2 separate regions of the Bombyx mori genome follow, and region 1 is linked to region 2. The links are chromatin contacts, called in public Hi-C maps. All regions are on one chromosome and are shown on one strand. The core of a region is the stretch at or near the end of the contact, and the rest is flanking DNA. Distances in the headings are between cores, read along the strand shown.

Region 1 (6,336 bases), core at 664-3,163, 44 kb after region 2:
TTATATGCATTTAGGACTCACCTCTTCCTTCTTAATCGGTCGTAGCTCTTCCAAGCTTCGGCTAGAGGTCTTCAAAGTATTAAGAGTCCCGTAATGACTCCTTCTCTCGCATTCCGTTCTTGTATCCCCATTGTATGGTTCGTTATACACATGCTCCTTATCAACGAAGAATTCAGACTTTTTATCTGAGCATTCACATTTCAGATGACATTTAAAGCTGTCAGTGTTGTCATTTGATTGACATTTCGAACATTTCTCAGTCAGGAACGTTGATAATTCGTTGTTAGAATTACAATTGCAAGGGTCAAATTCGTTGTGTGTGCTTAAGCGGGTGTATGGAAGACTTGATGTTGAGTTTGTGAATGAACAATTTAAGGACTTGAAGCATCTGGACAGAGGATCTGATGGATGAATCGGTGGTAGAGTCCTCTGTGCTATGTCTAGGATTTCGGTGCACAGATAGTGTACTTCTCTGGGTTTTTTTGGACTTGCTGTTTTGATATTTTTGCTCTGATCAGCTTTTCGTTGCTCATATACCTGTTCCAGTTTTTCGAGCATCTTTTTTGGGTCTTTCTTAGGTGTTTCCACGTTTTCAGTTATGGTAGCAAAGACTCTTGGTGGTTTTTTCGGTGGAGGACCAGCTGGTAATGGTTGTTTTAATGCCTTCTTTAATGTGTCCGTTAGTTTTAGATGCGGATTCTTGCGCTCCAGCTTCATGGTCTCACTGGAAGCTGACAATTGATCCATAGATTCTAAATTTGGTGTTACTTCAGATTTTTTCTCAAATTGTGTCATTAGTTTCTTTATACGTCCCTTCTCATCATCCAGATTCTCAGTCTCAGAGCTCACTCCACTATCAGTTGTGGAATCTTGTTTTTCATCTTTTTTCTTCACTTTGTTGACTTTAGCATATTGGTCTAAAATGGACTGTGGCACTTGGCTATCCGGCACTGAATTCGTGTTCGCCACATCCTCAGTGCAACCTTGTGGCGTGAAATTCTCCTTCTTCATTTGTTCCTCTAAAAAATTACCTAATATTTTAAGTCTTTCTTTACTCAACTTCTGATTTGATATCATTGTAAAGTTTGCTGTTTCCGACCTACCGTTACAGCTACCGTGCCTTTTAGGTGCTATTTGATTTCTATCACATCTAAAAGCATGACTCCTGTGCAACTTTTTTCCTGGGTCACTGGTTTGACGTGATAAACAGGTTTTATTGTCACTGTTAATGGCCTTCAGATCAGCTCTGCTATATAAATAGCTGGTATTTGGCCTAGGTTCGTGGTCGCCGATTGATGAGTCAAATCCTACGTTCTTCTCATGGTTTACAATAGCTTGATCGTGTTTTTCTTCAATGTTCACTCCGCTATTTTTCTGTTTACACAACTGTGTGGTTGTGTGTTTTATCAAGAGCGGTTTGTTCTCGTTTCCTAAGTTCTCGAATTTACTCTTTATGGCTTGTACTCTGTTTTTTGGCTGCGATATCATTATTTCGACACTTTTGAGCGCATTTTAAATATTTTCGAAATCTCTCAACGATAATTACACGCTTATTAAGATCCACGCTTACAAACAAACTGTGATTTTGTTAGATTCTGTACTCAAAATTTATTAAAACGCACAAAATGAACATGATGTTCGACTGAATTACTATTTTTATGTTGTTTTTTTTTTTCACTAGCACATAACACAACACAGCTGCACAATTCTTCGAGCTACAAATTATGAATAAATTCCGTGTTCAATTACGAAATATTTAGCGTTCAACACGAATAATGCAACTCTAAATTGATATTTATTATTACTTTTGACGACGTTTGATAAAAGTAAAGTTTATATTACATATTGTCGTAGTTTACATAAACAGTTGTTCGCTGAGCCGAGGGCATGGCACTGGTTAGTGTTACCATATCTTTATACACTTTTTTCCTGTTTTTCCGTTACGTCAATCATAAATCAATCGAAAACTATTTATAGTGCTACCCATAACCCATGTTAACTTTTCCTTTATCGTTTTTATTAACTATGTAATGGCAAAATCTAACTTAGACCTTTATTAAAATATTTTCCTTAGCAGCGACTGGGCTATGCCCCTGGCATTGTTGACGTCCATGTGCGACAAAAGTAACTCACTAGGTGGGCTGTCTGCTGGTCTGCCTACTAATAAAATACTGTTTTTACAGTATTATTAGTTAGATGTGAAAATTATATAAGCATGTACACTATTGTGTCTCATATTTGCAAATGGTATTGTCCATTGTTAATTAAATATATTTATTTGAAACCTTTGTTAGAGTTTTGCAAATATTAGGGCAGATATGAATCTATGTAAATGTGAAACAGTTTCAAAGTTGATTGAGGTAAACACATGAAACTATGCTTTTATTGATTTGATTTTGTATCTGAAACCTATATAAGGTAAGTACCTTAGTACGATATCTAGTTTAGGTAGGATATATTTCAATTGAATTTTATTGAAATTCATTAATATCATTACTTTTGAATGTCAGAATTTTCCTAATATTTTATAAAATTTAATGCTCAGAGCACACAAGCAGCTGTGCGAGTTTTTTTTTTCTTATAATAAAACTGGTTCACGACAAAGTACCTTAACTTCTAAAATGATGAAATTTAATGTGATTAAAACAGTTTGAATGAATTCGACTTATATTAAAGTCTCACTACGTATCTCATTAAGTGACCTATTGAAAAAAAAAAAATAACAACAAAACTGTAGCAAAATAGCAGACGCTTGGATCTTGTAACGTCCTCTGTAATCGAGTAGCTGAACTAAAGCTGGCACTAACTTTAATTTAAGCAAATAGTCTTAATGCTATTGCAAACAAAATGAATGAAACCCATATAAATCGTTCTCATACACGTTTCTCTATCTCGAAAAAAAATAATGTTTTAATACCATGAAAACAATAGTATTAAGTGGAAGTAACAAAATAATATAAATTTGTTTTTATGCCATCTCTGATCGAGTAGTCAAGTATCGACCTTCGGTACTGAAGTGGCTATTACTGGAGATCGATTCAGTTTCCTCCTTAAATCTATGCATGAGCAGAAGAAGAGTTGTTCGACCGTCTTGATGCAAGGCCTCTTTATTGATATTTCATTTTCAAAGCATTGCGCGTCCCTTTACGCTTGCCTATGTGGCTTGTAATTAAAACTACTTTGTTTTATTTACCTAGTCTTACATTTATTGTTAAAAATATTCTATCTTGGGCGCTTCGAATCAATTGTTTTCGCGCTCTCGGGCGGCCAAGGTGCTTTGTTGCTTGAAAGGTCGTTGTTTTTTGACATTTTAATTTTACGCGCGAAATTTCATACTTCAGTGGCGAAAAGTGTTTGTTGAAATTGACATCTTTCTATAACGCACTTTTAGATAAGCACACCGTAAAAGTGTTTTTTAATTGTGCCCACTAATCTCAAATCTGAAGAACGTACTTTATTGTTTTCTCGGCATATGAATAGATGCATATTTTTACCCAATGATTCTCCAAAAAACACGTCACAACTTCTTTTTTTTTTAATTGGGTCATACGGCTCCATATTAGGATTTCCTGTGTTATGGGTACCAGATACTGACATACACACTTAAATCTTCTTCTTCTTCTTTGTCGTTTCCTCATTGCTGAGGGTCGTGACCACCTTGGTCCAGTTTTTGCACCAGCTTCTTCCAATGTTGCCTGCATTCGGCCTGCTTAATGGCGCCCGGGACGCTGGTGTTTGTGGCCTCCTTGATAATGTCCGTCCACCTGGTTGGCAATCTTCCTCGACTTCTCTTTCCTTCCACGTGACCTACAACTATTAATTTTTCCAAGTTCTCAGGATTTTATATACGTTTAAATATATACCTAAATAGATAACAAACACTCAGACAAAGAGCAAACAAACCTGTTCATCACATGAATGCGTGCCCAGTGTGGGAATTGAACTTACGACCCTCAGCGCGTTAGTCAGGGTCGCTAACCAATGCACCACTGAGTCAGTCAAAATCAGTCAATCAGTTAGATTGTTATTTTTTTCCGTATGTACCTATTCGCTAATAGCTTATTGGGCTATTCTAACTATGCCCGGGCGAATAAGTGAGCTCACGGGCTCAACCTGAGAGAATTTGCTAATACTAGCCCTAGCAAGAGCAGTGCTTCGCTGAATCTACCACAGAGTCGGAGAGTCGGAGTCGCGACCCACTGAGAAGATTCGACGAGAAACTCAGTGGGCTGTATCTATGGGATCATACACCCACTGTTAAATTATTACACATCACAGTTCACACACTCATTTTAAATCATTGCCACGGAAACAGAGACAAACAGCCACAGTTCACATTTTAATATCGAAAACAATTAGTTCGTAGATTAAAAAACCATTTAATTTAATAGCATTTTATTACGTGTCGTATCAATATACAATTAGACGTGATGCATTAGTCGTCACTATCTCGTCGGAGTCAGTGCAAGATGAACTCGATTTTGGTAAGAGAATAAATTTTCTAATAAACAATGAGAATACATTTTTATTGTTTCCTTAATAGACGAGGGTACGGCGTTTCTAAGTCGTGATGAGTGGTGAGTGGTTAACATCGTCCGTGGACATCAGCCCAGCATAGGATTCCTATGTAATGCTTGCAGCAAATATCTTAAAAAAAAGGTTTTTTCCTTCATGTTTCGACATACTACTGTTGCTAAGTCGTCGCACTGATTTTGAAGTCGTCGTAGCCTAAAGGATAAGACGTCCGGTGCATTCGTATCGAGCGATGCACCGGTGTTCGAATCTCGCTGACGGGTACCAATTTTTCTAATGAAATACGTACTCAACAAATGTTCGCGATTGACTTCCACGGTGAAGGAATAACATCGTGCAGTAAAAATCAAACCCGCAAAATTATAATTTGCGTAATTACTGGTGGTAGGACCTCTTGTGAGTCCGCACGGGTAGGTACCACCGCCCCGCCTATTTCTGCCGTGAAGCAGTAATGCGTTTCGGTTTGAAGGGTGGGGCAGCCGTTGTGACTATACTGAGACCTTAGAACTATATCACAAGGTGTGTGGCGCATTTACGTTGTAGATGTCTATGGGCTCCAGTAACCACTTAACACCAGGTGGGCTGTGGCTCGTCCACACATATAAGCAATAAAAAAAAAAAACAACAACATGACAATCGGAAAAATAACCAAAATAATTAAGAGCCATAATTAATTTAAATTATAAACTTTATTCCGAACTAAGTATTAGTATAAGTAATAAGTATTACGAGTGGGTAGTCAGACTGTGTTGTTGTCAGTGTTGTGCTCGTAATTAAATACATTTATGAACGATTGTGTGCTTTATAAAAGTGAGGAATGTGCAAGAGTTTATGAACGGTGTTAAGACTATCCCGAAAATCATATGGAACAGAGAATACACCACCAAAATTCAAACAAAGGTGCACAAATACGGTCCACCAAAGGGATGTTCAAAGTACGCGAAAACCCCGGGACATCTAATACGAATATTATATCTACTATCCCTACGTGTATGTAAGTGAAAGAAAAATATCTAAGTGGAAGACAATTTCCGCCTTTAAAATATTATAATCTCAAAAGTGCAACGTAACGACCAAAAAAAAAACACTGATAAGCGACATCTACTGTACTTTGTCAAAACAACTAAGACAAACCCCTTGTTAAATTCTAACTTGCCATCTAGTGACAAACAACGACACTACTTAACAAGCATCGATAAATTCAATTGAGTGGAAGAAAAAGTACTGTACGTTTCCAATAGAGTTCAGTAAAATAAAAAATAAAAATTATGGAAGAAATAAAAGACATGTTCTTGAGTTTGCAACAAGACATAAAACAACAAAAAGAAGATATGGTAAAGATGAAGGAAGACATCAAAAACATAATAGTTAACAGCCTTGCCGAGAAGTTAAGCAGCTTAGAACTTAAAAACGAGCTTTTAGAACAAAAAATTGAAGAACAAAATAGAAAGATGAACAACTTAGAAAGACAGTCTAGACGCAAAAACTTGGTCATGTTTGGTGTAGAAGAGCGCGAAAACTCATACCACGAACTTGAAGAAATGATAATCAGCATAATAAATACAAATTTTAAAGTATCCTGCGAAACTAACAGCATTGAAGCAGTACGTAGGTTGGGAAAAAAGGGAGAGAAGACCAGACCAGTAGTAATAACGTTCAACACATTAGGATTAAAACTAAAAATTCAGAAAGACAAATATTGTTTACAAAAAACCGCATACTACATAAAAGAAGACTATCCAATTGAAATCTTAAAAAAGCGCAAAGAGTTGCAAGCCCAGTTAGAGAGGGAAAAAGAAGCAG
Region 2 (6,190 bases), core at 2,366-4,865:
GAGGTGCCTCCAGTACCCGTCCAGAATCTCCACGAAGAACCTCATGAACGCCTCCGAGATCATCACGTTGCGGGTTTTCGTGTCTTCCTGCTTGTCCTGAAAACATGCGAGGTTGTTTCAAGCCGATAATGAGACGTGAGGTCGGCCGTGCTTGTGATTTATGAATATCATATAGACATAGATTGAATGGCAAATATCTTTAAAAATATTGGCTTTAAGAATCGTGCGCTTCGCTTTGAAGGGTGGGGCAGCAATTGTAACTATACTGAGGTCTTAGAACTTGTATCTCAAGGTGGGTGGCGCATTTACGTTGTAGATGTCTATGGGCTCCAGTAACCATTTAACACTAGGTGGGCTGTGAGCTCGTCCACCCATATATGAGTCGTCTATTATCAAAGGCGGCAATCTGTGCATTTGGACAACAAAATTTTATTGATATGTTAATACAGATTTATTTGAATATAATCGTCTCCTTCAAAGAATACGGTTCAAAACCTGCATTAAATAAAGGTTAATAGTTAACCTGTTATTTATCTAAGATGTCGTTCCGAAGAGTTTTGTGACTGCCGATGGAATACAAAGTCAATAATTCGTTTTTCTGATTTACCAATCATTGTCCAAAAGTCAGATTGCCGCCTTTAATAATAGTCGACTCATAAGTAATAAAAAAAAATTTGGAGATCCATGCCGGTGACCCCTGCAGTAAGTGGTAGGCGAGACAAAAATATCATGTTTCGTCTGTTTTGTCTATTTGGAACGGGCAACGGAATCATAAGCCAAACAGCCGATAAAGATAATATTTTAAAATAAGATCATATTTTCTTTTTTTTCTTTGGGAGAATTCTCAAAATACAAAACTAGTAATACCTTGTTTTTGGTGGACTCCATCTGTAAGGAGGTCTTCAGGGTCTTGTAGCTCGACGTAGGCAGGATCGTGGACTCGTCGCCCTGGTAGAACCTCAATTTGGACGGATGCGTCAGGTCTATCAGCATACCCTGGAATCAGCATTGCACTTGAGTGAGATTCGCTCGATTCAAATTTAACAAACATCAAAGCTAATGTTATGCGCGTCAGACAGAGAGAGCTATGACGTCAAAACGCACATTTAAAGGAACACTCCTTTTGCAGGAAAGAGACAGAGCATAGCTTCAATATTGATACCACATTACCTTCCCCCACTGGAGCAGAGTATATTCATTCTTAATGGTAGATACCACCACCCCGCCTATTTCTACCGTGAAGCAGTAATGCGTTTCGGTTCGAAGGGTGGGGCAGCCATTGTAACTATACTGAGACCTTAGAACTTATATCTCAAGGTGGATGGCGCATTTACGTTGTACATTTCTATGGGCTCCGGTAACCACTTAACACCAACTACATAGACTTCCCCAAAAAGAAGAACAGCGTACCTCTTCGAAACCAACGCCGCTGGTGTCCAAGTCCTGGGTTTTCAGCATCCCGGCCAGCATCGGCAGCGGGGCGTCCATGGCCTCGTGCTGGATCTCCCCCGGGACCGTCGATATCAGGGGCTGCTGCCAAACCATCGGGTACAGAGACAGCTGCAGGGCCTCCAGGCAGCTCGAGATGTCGCTGCGCAACGAAGGTACTGGTTACTCGAGACAACAGACAAAAGACCTAATCTCAGGCCCTTTGAAAGCGAGACTGTACACGTCCCTTCCTAAGCTGATAGCCTTGAGAGGCTATATCAGCTAATTGACGTGTAGGTGAGCTCACGGGGCTCAAACATGACGACGTTGCTAACATGAAACCTAGAAAGAGCAGTGCTTCGCAGAATCTACCACCGGATCGGAAAGGCGACCCACTGAGTAGATCCGGCGAAATACTCAGTGGGCTGTCTGTGGGTTAATTCACTCGAGCCCTTTGTCGCCAGCGACGGGTTCGGCGAGGACGGTGACAGGTGCTTGAGGTACCTAAAAGCATCGTTAATGGATCGGGAGGATCCGTAATGACGTGTTTAGGGCGACGTCGACTGTTTACCATTCGGTCCACAGGATCGGGTATGTAATTCCCAGCGGCCACGACAAGAGGGTTCTCATGTCGTGCCGCCTTCTCAAAGTGACACGGTCATAAAGAATCTCTAATGTAGCCTTTCTCAAAGTGGGCGATAACGCCCCCTTGTGGGCGCTGCAGACCTAAAGGGGGGCGGTAAGAGACCCAGAAAAAACGGGGTGTTGTGTAGAGGCTTGGGAGGCGATTTGTAATTTCATCTAGGAGGATTCTTAGACACCGACTGAGCTCTCGCTATAGTGGCTTTTAAGTAGTTAAAAAAATGGGCGCGCTAAAAAATAATAATTCTCAAAGTGGGCAGCAGTAGACAAAATAAGTTTGGGAGCCCCGGCTCTAATTGAAGCAAAAAGACTCAATAAAATTGAGCAGTTCTAAGTTCATCGTTTAATCTGGCCTCAAATTACATTACGATTATTTTTCAGCAGGCAAGTATACGGCTCATCTGATGGTAAGTGGTTACCGTCGCCCGTGGACGTCAGCAATGACAGGGGCAAAGCCAAGACGCTGCCCAATGTTGAAGTTTGGTCGGTCTTTTGATTCATATTAAAGAAGTCTGTGTAAAGTCATACTGCCCTCAGAGACGCGTAGAGACGGTCATTACCTTAGTTTATCCCCGACTATGATGACCTTTCGTTCCAGGAGCAGGGAGCCGAACACCTTGATCGCCAGCCCGGAGCCGAGCAGGTCCAGCATCTTAGAGAGGCAATCCTCGTCCACCCGAGGTACTATCGGCCGCTTGATAACCTTAGAGCTGTAGTGGAATAATTATTGTGATTTATAAATGAGCTCATGTCTTTTCTACTGCTTCTGGGGCAGCGAGCAGGAGCAAGCACCAGGTCTCGTCCAGTCCGAGTGGAGCAGCTCGATATTTGAAGTCGTCGTGGCCTAAAGGATAAGACGTCCGGTGCATTCGTGTTGAGCGATGCACCGGTGTTCGAATCCCGCAGGCGGGTACCAATTTTTCTAATGAAATACGTAATCAATAAATGTTCACGACTGACTTCCACGGTGAAGGAATAACATAACGTGTAATAAAAATCAAACCCGCAAAAGTATAATTTACGTAATTACTGGTGGTAGAACCTCTTGTGAGTCCGCGCAGGCAGGTACCACCACCCTGCCTATTTCCGCCGTGAAACAGTAATGCGTTTCGGTTTGTAGGGTGGGGCAGCCGTTGTAATTGTACTTGAGACCTTAGAACTTATATATCAAGGTGTGTGGCGCATTTACGTTGTAGATGTCTATGGGCTCCAGTAACCACTTAACACTAGGTGCGCTGTGAGCTCGTCCACACATCTAAGCAATAAAAAAAAAAGAACTAACATCAGCACCTGTGTGCTTAATTCGAGTTTTTTAACGTTTTCGATCGCGTAAAAGTTAACTCAAATTCGTATACAGTTCGAACAGCGCCCCTAGCGGCAAACGCAGGAAAACGTTCCTATTCCATACTAATTTAACGTTAAGTAACTCGCACTAAGCACACTGAAGCTAGTATCACTCTACAGCAGTACGCGAAGACTTGCTATGATAAGACTCACCCCGGACTGCAGAGGTCCAGCAGGACTTCCTTCGGTCCGTTGTTGTTCTGCAGGTCAGAGTACTCCGGCACATCATAGTCGTTGCACTTTGCACTGTCACTTGCACTGTTTACACTTGCACCGTTAGCACTTTCACATGTGAGTTCACTTTTGCACTGTCTGTAGTCCGGCACGGTCCTGGGCCTGTGCGGCACCGGGACGCCCTGGCCGGGCTCCGGGAAGTCCATCTCGAACAGCTTCTGCAGCACGAAGTTGATGTTCGTCTCGCAGCTGCCGTGGTGAGATTCGATTTCTTTGAGGACCTGTCGATAACCGAAGGTTAGTATTGTCATACGTCAGATCTTAGGCTAATAAAGGGCGGGACATATCGACATGATATCTCGAAGTTTGGTCTTCGGTGAGCACTTGACTGGACGCGTTAAGTTACTAGATCCTTCAATATTCGTTCGGCTATTCGACGATAGATGGCGTTACTCTTACAATATTAATACATGAAGCAAAAACTTTGTACCCATTTTTACGAAAATAGTGCGGACGGAGGAGACTGAAATTTCCCACACTTTTAGAGAATATAGAGAAGGAGAGTAAAATACTATATTTTTTTAAATTATGCATAAAAAAGAACATTAAATCAATATAAAAAAACATTACAAGCACTACCAGGGTCCTGAAGCTGCGATACTTTAAGACAAAAAAAAATTTTTGCAAAAAAAAACTATGTTTATTGTCATGCTTTTATTTATTGTTTAAAGTCTGCGGTCAAATTGAGAATAGATTGAATATTGTTTGTTTTTAATATTATTTGTCTATGGTGTAGTTATGGCGACATCTGTGATTATATTACAGAAGTATAATAGTCTTTGACAATAGAACCGTAATAATGTTTAAGCATAAATTTTCAATCAATTATAGTCGAATTTCGACTGAACATCAAGTTTATCTGTTTCATTCAGTCCTTGTTAACATTAAACTATTGTTTGAATAGGACTATTAAACGTACCTTATAATAAAACCCAGGTGCTCTGTATTTCCCGATCAGGCAATAGCACAGGGGGAGGCAGCTGGTTCCACCTTCGGGGAGAACTCTTCGGCAGTATCTGCAAACCACAAGCATTCTATATCGTGGGAGGAAAGGCTATTTGGTTTAATCATTGTAATTGTAAAGGTCCATTTTATTTTGGTATCAGCATCAGCGGTTGTGTAACTATACTGAGACCTTAGAACTTATATCTCAAGGTGGGTGGCACATTAACCTTGTAGATGTCTATCCGGTAACCGCTTAATATCAGGTGGGCTGTAAGCTCGTCTACCCATCTAAGCAATAAAAAAAAAGTTCGATGTTTTTAATTAAACTTCAACTTAGAAATGGTCAACAAGCAGACACAAATATACAATAGGCGGTCTTATCGCTAAAAGCGATCTCTTTCAGACAACCGTTTAATTAACAGAAATTCTGGAAAAGATAAAGATATAACAGGTATGTTGCGGTGCACTATTAATAATACATTATTAGTAGGTAGGCAGCGTCTTGCCTCTGCCCCTGGCATTGCTGAAGTCCATGGGCGACGGTAACCACTCTCCATCAGGTGGGCCGTATGCTGGTCTGCCCACAAGGGCAATAAAAAAAATAAAAAAATATATACGTACAATAAATAAATATACGCCTAATAGAATGAAGAAAGCGCTAATAAGGAGCTTTTAATCTATATAATAAATCTTAATAAGCTAGGCTGTTTTGAGACATTAAGAAGTTCAGACTCACCCGTAAGATCTCTCGCCTCTCTCGTCGGTGAGCACCAATGAGTAGCACTGAGTGTCTGTCGCGTTGGCCGACCACTCGCTCTTCGAATCAGTGCTCAACGTTTCGGGGAATATCAGGTTCTCGATGTGCGGCGGCACTTGCACCTGGAATTAATGAGTAACTGGTCACAGGGGTCCACGGACAGCATGGCCCGAATGTCGTCCAGACCTTGAGACGCGAGGTCATAGTCGGGTATATTGGAAGCTGTCAATACGACTTCTTGTAGCGGTAATCATCAGGACCCATATGGACTCACAAATGGAACACATCATCAGTAATTGCTTTTTGATGAACACATATCCAAGAGAGTATAATACTCAAAGAGAATGCTATGAACCATTCTCCGATAAATTCCCAACTTGCCGTTTCCAACAACCACAGGAAGGTATACTGGTGGTGACATCTTGTGTGTCCGCACGGGTAGGTACCACCACCCCGCCTGTTTCTGCCGCGAAGCAGTAATGCGTTTCGGTGTGAAGGGTAGTCGTTGTAACTATACTGAGACTTTACTAGAACTCATATCTCAAGGTGGGTGGCGGCATTTACTTTGTAAATGCCTATGGGTTTCGGTAATCGCTTAACACCAGGTAAGCACGTCCACCCACAAAAACAATAAAAAAATATGAGCCGGTCCTTATTATACGACATCACACAGTAGATAGTTCTATCGATTGGACAATTTCCTAAAGCGAAAACCCTGTAAATGACAAATAAGCCACTTTAGCCACTGACCTGCTTCGGGAAGACGCTCTTCACGTACGCCTGGCCGGTCATGTAGTTCATGCCGACCAGAAGGCACACATTAAACAGTCCCTTCTCCCT

The links. Hi-C and Micro-C count contacts between places; a contact is called where the count stands out from the background.
Region 1: a Hi-C map of middle silk gland shows a contact between it and region 2, with 4 times the contacts expected there. The contact joins the promoter of LOC101737221 here to the enhancer-like site in region 2. A contact is called at or near these places in 6 of 7 Hi-C or Micro-C datasets (middle silk gland, midgut, posterior silk gland and 2 more).

The regions. Positions count from the first base shown.
Region 1 is chr23:16,473,749-16,480,084 of ASM3026992v2, forward strand. It overlaps LOC101737221, which reads right to left and starts at 1,914. Exons shown (of 12, transcript XM_004930689.5): 1 at 22-1,914. The coding sequence starts at 1,488.
Region 2 is chr23:16,428,021-16,434,210 of ASM3026992v2, forward strand. It overlaps LOC101737221, which reads right to left. Exons shown (of 12, transcript XM_004930689.5): 4 at 6,101-6,190; 5 at 5,330-5,472; 6 at 4,568-4,664; 7 at 3,568-3,869; 8 at 2,631-2,780; 9 at 1,411-1,591; 10 at 868-996; 11 at 1-96. Among protein-coding and RNA genes, the nearest start is that of LOC105842300, 22 kb to the left of the region's middle. Within about 2 kb of position 3,616, at least 4 of the 8 cell types and tissues checked have open chromatin away from gene starts, as enhancers often do.